Regions from separate parts of the Anas platyrhynchos genome. Here region 2 is linked to region 1. A link is a contact called in public Hi-C data. All regions are on one chromosome and are shown on one strand. The core of a region is the stretch at or near the end of the contact, and the rest is flanking DNA. Distances in the headings are between cores, read along the strand shown. Region 1 holds the start of SAMD11 (sterile alpha motif domain containing 11). Region 2 overlaps SAMD11 (sterile alpha motif domain containing 11).

Evidence for each region. Hi-C and Micro-C count contacts between places; a contact is called where the count stands out from the background.
Region 2: a contact with region 1 is called in a Hi-C map of subcutaneous adipose tissue, with 3 times the contacts expected there. The contact joins the enhancer-like site here to the promoter of SAMD11 in region 1. A contact is called at or near these places in 2 of 8 Hi-C or Micro-C datasets (skeletal muscle and subcutaneous adipose tissue).

The regions. Positions count from the first base shown.
Region 1 is chr22:2,650,369-2,655,668 of IASCAAS_PekinDuck_T2T, reverse strand. It overlaps SAMD11 (sterile alpha motif domain containing 11), which reads right to left and starts at 2,893. Exons shown (of 24, transcript XM_038166518.2): 1 at 2,473-2,893.
Region 2 is chr22:2,768,583-2,773,768 of IASCAAS_PekinDuck_T2T, reverse strand. The region is part of intron 13 of SAMD11 (sterile alpha motif domain containing 11); the gene reads right to left. Among named protein-coding and RNA genes, the nearest start is that of NOC2L, 120 kb to the left of the region's middle. Within about 2 kb of position 3,333, at least 2 of the 8 cell types and tissues checked have an H3K27ac peak or open chromatin away from gene starts, as enhancers often do.

The DNA of each region.
Region 1 (5,300 bases), core at 1,644-4,143:
TTATTTTCACCGCCCTAATCAATACCACCTACAGGAAAACCCAGCACAGGCCAGGCTTTAATGCAGCAGCTTGACGGATGAAGAAGGACAGACAAAGATTACAAACCCTCTACGTGCCAAAAAAGTAGATCAAAAGGGGCAAGAAACTGAATTAACTCAATAGTTTCAATGTGATGAAGAGATAAGCCACAGATTCTGAGACAGGATGCAGTCAGGATTATTTAAGTATTGTCATCTGCATGAATCAGTACTTGCAGCTCAGTGCCATCCTAGGGACTGACGTCTCTGCTCAGATTCCAAGTCTGAGGTCAACTCAGAACAAGTTTCAGCCTACACGAATGCAGACAAAGCTTCCCCTACGTGCTGAGGTAGCTGCAGACAAACCTGTCTGCCCTCCTGCCAGCGTGCCTTCACCTGGAGGGTCCCTGCCCGTCAGCACCAAACACGCATCTGATGGAACATTTAATTAAACGCTGTTTCATTTCGAGTGGGGAGACACTTCACAGTGGCCCTGTGGCAGCCCTAGCATTTTACAAACCCTTTCAGTTCTGTAGCACAAGGCACTCGCACACTCCTCAAACTGTGGCAGCAGTTGCGAACGTGCAGCTGCCTCTCCTACAAGACCAGCACTACGTTCAGTTCTCTCAAGAACTAACATGGTAGCGCTCAGAGCTGAACTAAGATGTGCCAAGCGAGAAACGTACTGGCACCAAACTGCCGTGTGTTACAGGGATCTGCATATGGGCTGAAGAGAAACCCTTGAAAATACCCAAGGTACAGCTCCGCAGGCTGTCACAACACTTGCCACTCTCCAGCCTTCCTTCTGACGTGCTCCTCAAGCTCCTCGCCCTGCCTGACACATCGGCTAGAAGGGAGATTTCCCTGTCCCCCACTACACATCTTTGGTGGCCACATATCTATATGCAGTGCCAATAAATCCAAGCTGTGATCCTCACTTCACCCTATGTTTCCACTCCCTCAAAGAATGGCTAGAGGAACATTAGCAACACGAAAAGACTTCACTGGAGACGCACTGGAGACGGTGCCATTTTGTGCACTACAAGATTTAAGGCTGAGGGGACCCTTTCACAGGTTAAAATAAGAGCAACCGGAGAACTCCCGTATTTCAAAATGGACACTCTGCCTGTTAACATTCCCTCTGCTCATCCTCTCCCCCCACTTACAATAAATTATCACAGTGACAAACAAAATCCTCACTATTACGAAGTGCTGAAGCTCACTGGAGCTTCTGTGAGAAGCCGAGTAGCGTGTTCCTTCACTCCTTTGCTACTGAGCATCCTCTTGCGTTTCATAAAAATATTGTTATTGATATCCATTTTATTTGCTATTGCAGAAAAAGCATTAAGCAGTGAAGACAACTGGAGAGAAGCCAAAATGAGGATAAAACAATGACAATAAAACAATCTAACGCGGAGGGAGGAGAACCCCTGATGTAGCTGAGGCTGCGTGTTTTGAAGGCATACATTCAACCAAGTTACTAGGCCGTGAACACTAGCTTCCTTTACTTGTAATTGCCTGGACTTTGTAATTAGGGTTCATTCAAACAAGCTGCAACACCAGAAAAAAAATCCATCTAGCAGATGCGATTAATAGCCTGTTCCAGGAAAACCAAGTCCCCAGGCAAAGTGAAATGCAGCTCCACTGACATCGCGCACAGCCATTTTCCAAGGCCAGTGCATCAATTTACTCCGTAATTTCTCTCCCATGCACACGTCCCCTGGTGCAGGAGCTCAGCCTTGGAGCTATAGCAAGGGGTGAGAGTGTTTACAAGCTAAGTGAGCTCTTTGCAGAGCCTGCTTCCTCCTGGTGACATTGCCACAGGTAAAAACATGGGGCAAATATTTAAAGAGCTAGCAAATAATGAGATAAACCTGCAATACAGGATTTCAGAAGCTGGAAAGACCCAACAAAGTCATTCGGAGCGACAGAACGGAAACAAGATGCATTCAAAAATAAATCTTTTTTGGGTCTTTCACTTTTTACAACTGTACTTCTGAGGTACGCTAAGAGTTTATGCAGAGAAGTTGTGGAAAGAGGACAGTGATTAGGAACAGGGCAGGGAGGAAGGACATTTTTTACCTATATAAAAATAGCTGATTTTGTAGGGGAAAGTTACTGCTTCTACAGAGATGAGCATTTGTAAAGAACAAAAAATAGCCCAGGTAAGCCGTCCACTTGGGACGTACGGTTTGCATTACATTTGGTTTTATCTATTGCTCCAGTTTGGTTTTGCAAAGTCAACACCATTAAGAAAAATCACAGGTAATTATCTTGCATTAAAGGACAAAACAACAGAACAGTCGTTTGTAAAAAACAACCTGCATGTGCAGGACACACCAAAGGCTCTTCCCCCCAACACGAAACACCCAGAGTCTTTCTGAAGTAAGAAAATACCCAACATTAAAAAAAAAAACAAAACCACAAACACCAGCAAAACTTTCTCAAACTTACCTCAGACGTGTGGAGAGCAAGGCAGGAGAAACATCCACGATGGCGATGGAGGTGACTGGGACACCTGGGGCCTGTCACAGCAACATGGCCTGGACTAAGCCCACAGAACAAGCCAAGGGGCTGCTGCCTCAGGAAAAAGGGGACACTACTTGGGATCTGGGGGGACCCAGCCCCAGCCTGAGGGACACCCGTCTCCTTTGTGGCCTGGGGACACCACCAGGAGGTCACGGGGCGACATTTCCCTCAGGCTCTCGCTTCCCTCCACAGGCAGCCAGCCAGAGCTGCCCTGAGGAAAGAGATGAGCCTCTCTGAGGCTCCTCCACCACCTTTTTGTCATCCTTCTCCCCCTCACAGCAGGGCACAGCTCCTACCTGCGTGCCACCATGCTGAGGGCTCGCAGCGCCTTCTGGAACCTTCCAGGCCTGGGCCCAGGCGTGGCTTGTCAGGTCCTCACAGCCCCAGCTGCGAGCAGGGCACCACCCTGTGAGGAAAAATCCCCTCCCCAGCCCCAAAGTGTCCCACCTGGCATAGATTAAGCTCCCAAAATACCACTTTTACACCTCCCATGCTGCACCTCAGGTCAGACCTCTAAATACAAGGAGCTTTAGGACTGATTTCTTGCCGCCCGTGCTATGCCCCAGTTCAGACCTCTAAGCACAAAGAGCTTTAGGGCCCAGGCAAAAATCCTGCTAGGTGCCAGGCTGGGAATAACAAATTCAGTTTAATATTTGGGCATAAACCAGGCTTAATCTCAGGCTTTGAGAGGAGACAGGCAAGTAAGCTCGCTGCTCCACCGAGGGCGGGACGTGCCACAGGACAGGCGGGTGTGCCCTCCTCAGGCTCCCAGCCATTTTGATGGCTGTAAACAAACTGTTCCAAACATTCAGTGCATTCATTTCCGCCGTCATCAAAAGTAAAGGAAAACTAAGAACTTAATCACTTGCCTAGAGTGCAGATTTTGCTGCTGTTTACTAGAGTGATTACAGCAAACCAAATATTTAATAGTGCATATACATGTGAAAAGCTGCTCTGCTTTCCCTCCCCTTGCTCTCCTTTCCGCCTCCTGCTACTACTGCCTAAAACAAATTCACTTTAACATTTTCAGGGACCAAACCCAATGCATAGAAACTCCTACAAAGAACAGAAATCTCACGCCAGGCAACAAAACAAGCTACCTTTTTTCCCATGTTCAAAGAACAGAACAATCAAATTCCCAAACAAAACACCAGGCTTCACCTTTTCTCCTCAGACTAAACGAATATATGTTGTAAAAAGCTACGCACGGCCTAGACAGGACTGAAACCTCACTGCCCATGTTACTTTTTACAGCTGACGTGACTTTAGAATGAAGTCTGGTAATGTACCTGTAACACAGCCATGTGATGGACGGCTCTCTAGCCTTGTAATGCCAAGGCATCATTAACACAAGACCAACACTGCAATAGGAACTTTATCGTTCAATTTATGCAGTAATAAAAATCCTCTTTGGCCTTGTCCCTGTAGGGTTCAACATTTCAAGGCTGGAAACTCAACAACCTGTAGCAACGGAGGGCAGCCTCAGCACATTCGAGTTCTATGTTAAGTACAAGAAATTAAAAAAAGAAATAAATAAAATATGTCGAAATAAATACCATGGCACATGTTCAAGCCGGGCTTAGAGAAAGCACTTTCAGAAGCTATTTCCAGTAGACAGAATTGACCTTCCCCTTACAAAATGCCACAGGGTATAAATAGAGCAGACTCTTGAAATATGCAGCTCCAAACTCCTTTGCAATTTGTCTGCAACTGCTCCGTCTGCTTCAAGCGCGCTCAAACAACAGGGCACTCTTTTCTTACCACACTGAGAGCACTCATTAGCTTGAACTGGAGTCAGGACACCTCACTATTTCTGAAAAATCATTTAGCAAACACAAAGGAGGAACAGATCCAGAACGCAGCCTTACTGTCTCCCTTCTGACCAAACATTTATTCTGTGAAGATACTCACCACCTCTCTTTGCAGCAGCACGACGTTTTCCTAAGCTTTGGAGACACCGATTATCACGAACTGCAAATACGGAACACCCAAACAGCTAGCTCATACAAACACATTATAATCCTTGATAGACAGAGGGCAGGGAGCCATTACAAACGTACACAAACACAGAAGTGTATGCAATTTGAAAGCAAATTTTAGCTTTTCAGCAAGCAATGAATAGACAATGAGTTATTGTGCACCCTCCTCCCTGCAATTATCATTGCTTTGGAATGCATCTCTCACGAGCCCCGTATCAGTCATGTTCAAGAAGATTTCACTGGCACAAAGTAACATCTCTTAGAAAATAAGAGGCAGGAAAAATTTCAGTTACTGGATCATCTGTAGCATGCTATTAATTTAATTTGAAGGTTAACCCTCGTGAGTCAAAAGGGCTCATTTTCCAACACCTTTGGTTCATAAGCAAAATTAAAGGAAAATGACAGCATCTAAGCTGTTTCAATAGAGTAGAACTGAATATCCTGTTCTTCTACCCTTCACTGGTTGATGCAGTGAGAGCTTCTCTACACACTTCATTTTAACTACTTGTTTGTGCTCAAACAGATCAGTGGCTGCAACGTATTACCACTGTACACAGAAACCCCCTGAAGTCATGACAACCAAAACATCCTTACACATTCATTCTTTTCAATTTGACTTCTCAACTTAAGGGAAAAAAATGCTGAAGTTGCACAGTATGGCCCTAGAGCATAAATGAGCCTCGGGTAGGCAAAATATACTCCAAAGCTGGACATGATGTTGGTGTTCTGTGTACTGTATATTAAAAATGAAATAACCTCACAGAAGGAAAAGTA
Region 2 (5,186 bases), core at 2,084-4,583, 120 kb before region 1:
GGGAGCGCGAGGAGGTTGTGTGTTATTAGGGAGTGTTGGGAGTTGTATGTTTTGAAGATAAACACAAAGAGAATATAAAAAACCCCAAACCCAAGAGAGGTAAATAATTCATCAAAAGAATAAAACCAAGAAGCTCAAAGGGGAAAAAAAAAAAATAATACCAAAGGGAAGAGTTTTCTGAGCAGGGGAAAAAAACTTCATTTCCCATGGGAGCGAAAACCAGAACCCAAATTAAAGGAACGAAATCCGGGGGGAGGAGGCTGTGTTTGTTTTTAAAGGTGAAACATTTTGTCCGGGCACCCGTTATCTCCCTTCTTAGGCATTTAAGCATTTCCCTGAGGTGGGAACTCCACGGTGGCCTCGTGGAGAACCAAACCCTGCCCACGCAGCCAGCATTTAGCAGCCCCACGTCCCCTCGTGCCTTTCACCAGCCCGGGGCACGCCGAGCAGCACCACCATAACTCGCCCAGCACCACCTGGAAGCCTTGAGGGTTTTCTTCACGTTAAACACAAATCCTGCTCCACAAAACCCTCTCTACTTGGCAGGTTGCTGATGGCGACTTGGGACAACTGGCACCTGCTTCTCCAGCACGCGGCACAGCCGCAGCAATGGAAAATTTTGGCTTTTTACGGGCACGCTCGGCTTCCCCTTGCAGGAGGGCAGCACCGCAGGCTGGGGCTCCTTCCCACCACCTGCGTGGTGCGGAGCCGTGCCTGGAAAGTACCTGGATGGGGTGCTCACACGCAGCCTTCCCGAGGAGGGGAAATGTGGGACTCAATAGGTGGCACTCTTCCTTCTTGAATAAGTGTACTCGGGTGTACTTTGCCGTCAGAGGTGCTGGAGAGCAAATTTAAGGTCCCAACTTCTTCTTGTTTGCTTGGCGCTTTTCTGGGCCTGTTCAAATCAAAATCCCAGCCAAATCGGAGCTTTACCAATTACACTCTGCCAATCCTAATTCCCCCCCCGCCGCTCCAAGAAGACGCAGACTTCTCTGCGGTCGCATGATCCTCTTGTGTGCCGTTAAGCAGCTCGGTTTTACCCGGCCAGCCTCTGCCTTTGAGAAAAGGAAGTCCCCGAAAGCGAAAGTGAAATCCCACCCTAAGCACGTTTCCATCACGTCTTCCTCCTGCAGAAAGCGCCGGCCCCAATTAGCAGCTTTGGGCTTTCCTGCAGACACCCAGGGCCGGTTTCGGGTGTGCACACCTCCTCGGAAGGGCGCCAGGACGGCTGCCATGGAGAAAAAACCTGTCTGAGGACTCCCTGTCTGCAGCTCGAGCCTATCCGCGGGAGTTTCTCCTCTCATTAGCCAAATTCAGACAAAAAAAAAAAAAAAAAGCCGTGATGTTTTGTGCCCCAGAGCGACGGAGGCCTCATTTTCTAACCCTCTTTAGGGGCCCTCCGTAGGGAATTAGTCATGGCCGTGAGTAATACCTATGGCTTGACAAAGCCAGGGAGGATGAGGAGTCACTTGACAGGTTAACAGGAGCGAGGAGCAGCTGCTATATTTAGGTGCCATTAGCACGCACATGTCTTCACACATTTCTGCAGGCACACCTGTGCGCCCGCATGGCCAGAAGGCACGGAGGGGGAGCAGCCCAAAGCCAGCAATTCCCTGCCCTTCCCAGGGAGGGGGTAGGAAACCAGGGGTCCCTCGTCCCCGTCTCACAGCACTCATCCTGCTCAGAGCCCCAGAGCTCAGACCTGGCTTTTGCCCTCCACCATCACCACCTCCAGAGGCAGGCAGGGTAATGCCATCCCCATTTGGAGACCACCATACACAGAGCTTCAGCCCAAATCTTGCTCTAGGTCTTTGCTCAGGTGGACCTTGCCCACATGGTGCAAAAAAAAAACCCGGGAGGTTCAGCCACTGCTTTTCAGCTGCTTCTGACTTGCTGAACCTTAAAAATTTTTTGGTGAAAGAGTCTGGACCCTTGCAGACTGGCCTGAAGCCTGCTGCTAACAGGCTTGCTTTCCCTTTTTACATCCCACCGGCTCTTGGAGCCCGTGCAGCGGCCGCCTCCCCTGTGCCCTGCGAGGTCCCTGGGCTTAAAAAAAAAAAAAAAAGAAATAATAAAAAAAAAAGAGAAGCAAAGCAAGCAGCAGCCGCCACCCCCAGCTGCCTGGCTGCCTTGCCTGGGGGCCTTTCGTTTCCCCACGGCAGCCCCAGGCCGCAGCCAGCCCCAGCTGAGTCACCTCGCCTGTCTGGGTCTCTCCCAGGGTAGTGCGTGGGGGTGGAAGGGTTGGGGCTCACGGCAGGAATTTCCACCGCCCCCCCTTTCCTCACCCCACCCTGCGAGGAGCAGCCGGCGGAGGAGAGGCCGAAGGTGCAAGCAGCGGCGCTGGGCGAGGGGAGGGAGAGCAAAAAGGGGGCAGAGATGGAAGAGGAGGGGAGCAGGGACGCGGGGATCACGGGGATCCCTGCTGCAAAGCTCAGCCACCCAGGCTGGGAACCCCACGTGCAGGAGGGGAGCGCTGCCTATTCCAGATGGGTATGAACAGCTCCTCTGGATTTCCTTTGCTCCAGCTCAAAATAAAAGCAGAATGCAAATACCGAGGTCCAGCACAGCGTCGCTTCAACTCTAGGATGCAGTCTTTGCACAGGGAAAAAAAAAAAAAAAACAACAAACAAAACACACAAAACACCACCACAAACCCAAATGCTGCTGGATACAAGGAGAAACCCAAAATAAGGGCTAATCACGTGAGCAAAACCTTGCACCCGTTGGTTCTGGAGACACAAAATCAGTTCTGACAGGCAGCTCTCCAGCTCTGAATGCTCTATTAAAATAAACAGGGATCAGATGGACAAATCCCTGCAGACATCTCCAAAGGCTCAGGCGAATCTCCCTCCATCTCCCTCTGTGCTGTAATCAGGCAGGTGAGCCAGCCCTAAACAACAACAACAAGAGGAGAGCAATACCCAGCACCAGGCACTCCCACGGGCACAAGGCTGGATCGATTTAGCCACTGGGAGCCAGCTGGAGGTCCAGAAAAATCCCCTCTGGAATCACATCTGAAGTGGGAGGGTAAAAGACAGACAAGGCACGGTGTGTATATATATACATATCGGGGGGAAAAAAATAAAAAACACAAACCGCCACTTAAATGAATAATAACTGTGGATGCTTTTGCAAAGACTGCAAAGTTTGCTATTTAGGGGGAAGGAATTTCGGGCTCCCTGGGAGGCCGCTCATTGTTCGCCGGTTCCTGCGGCTCCTGCAATGTTATTTACCGAGCCCAGGAGGTCAGCTGGAAGAGGGATAAGGGGAAGGAGATTAGAGGAGCTCCACCTCCCCTGGAGGGGGGATACCACACAAGGGCGCCTTATTTTCCAGCAGACCTGTTGTGTTGGCACCACTCTTGCTGCCTTCCTGACCTTGGAGCAAGCAGGCAAGCAGTGAATGTGTTTGTTAAATCAGGAGCATGCAGCACGAGCTCCTGAGCAATTGCCTCTCACCTGCTATTTCCTCCTCGGAGCCACCCTCTACTTACTTTTCATTTCTGTCTTTCCTCACCTGCCGATCCGTGCTTGGAGCACACCTCGCTTTTTTTTTCCTGAAAATAAAGTTCTCTGCTATCTTATCTGCCAGGAAGCAAAGCACGAGTCCCAAGAGTTGCTCTGGCTGCTCCTGCGGGCTGCTGGCCTTTCGCTGGCAGGGAAATGGTGCACAGGAGGCAGGGGAAGAGCGAGGAGACAGCAGGTAGCTCTGCTCTTTGTTCCACACCCTTGGAGTCTCCAGGACCCAAGCTCTGAGTCCTCTGGCCCTTCTCCAGCTGAACTCGTCGAGCCAAACGCAGAATGCCCCCATCTAATCCTGGCCAAAACTCAAACACCTCATTAGCGCTCAGACGATGTCTCCCCATCCTCTGCAAAGCGTCCTCCATCTCTCTGGCCCATTATTAGCTCATCTCCTGGTTTCTGCCTTCTGTGGTGCCAGATTTGGTTTTTTTTCAGCCCCTTTTACACAGGTCCACGTGATCCTTGTCACTGCGGGTACCCCCAGCCCAGCACGAGCGCACCGAGGCACCCCAATCGCTGGACCCCCAAGTGCAGCAGCAGCTACAAGTCCCCAGGCACCACTCCACCGTGCTCGGGGCTGGAGAAACAGAACAAAGGAACGCTCCTGCCCCCCAAGATCGCTGCTGTTTAAAGACAACACTTGGAAAACCGTGTGGCAGCCTCTCAGCCTTGCATTCACCAGGCATTTTCCCTTCTCGCTAATTTTATTACAAAGGCACGGCGGATATTTCAGAGAGCGAAACCATTTTCATCTGATGCACATGGGCAACTGCTTTGTTATTTCCTTCTGGATTTTAGTCAGTGTTTCTGGTGCCACCAAGATACATATGCATTTTTTTAAACTAATTACTCAGAACAGCCGTGTCACCTCCTGCAGCAGCAAGGGGCTATGCTTGACCTTTAGTCTACAGGAAGGGAGCTCGCCCTGCACTGCTGCAGCTCTCTGCAGCCTATTAAGAGGTAATTCAGCAGTGCCAAGGGAAGGAGAGTCCTCTCAAAGACGTTTCAGGCTGCTCTGGTCAAGGGTGCTTCACCCAAATCGGGTAAAGGCTCTCCCTGTGCTTGCTGACTCCCAGCCACGAGAACTTGCCTTTCATTAACTTCTTCCTTTCTCAGAAATTTTGCATATGCAAAGCGTTGAGAAGGGCTGCGAATTCCTGTGGGGTATGTGGGCAAGAGGAGCCCGAAATAATCATCAATATCATGGCGTTTGTGTAATTCTGCTGAAATCTGTGGTCTGGGGGCTAGGCAGGGGCAGGAGAAACGAGGAGGCAGCACAGGCTCTGCAGCCAGCCAGCCCTGCCATGAAAGCCCTCAGCCCGTTTCTTGACGTTTTTTTTTTTGTTGAAGAAAGGCTGAAACTGGGGAAAATTGAGACACTGAATGCAAAACCACTTCCAAACCTTGCGGGCATCCCAGTGGGAGCTGAGGCAGCAGGAACTGCCCCCCCTGCCTGGGGTGGCTCTGTCGGGCTCCTTGCACGAGGTGCTGAAACTGCAGCTCGCAAAGAGCCCCGACTGTAAGCCAAGCTCTGGGCCACGCGGGTTTCTGAGAATCCCCCTGTTCCCTTTGGGTCGAGATGTTTTGCTGTGGCTGTGTGAGCCCTGTTTCCCTTCCTCCTTCTGCCCAAACCTCGGTGCAATCCCTGCCCTCGCTAACCCACGC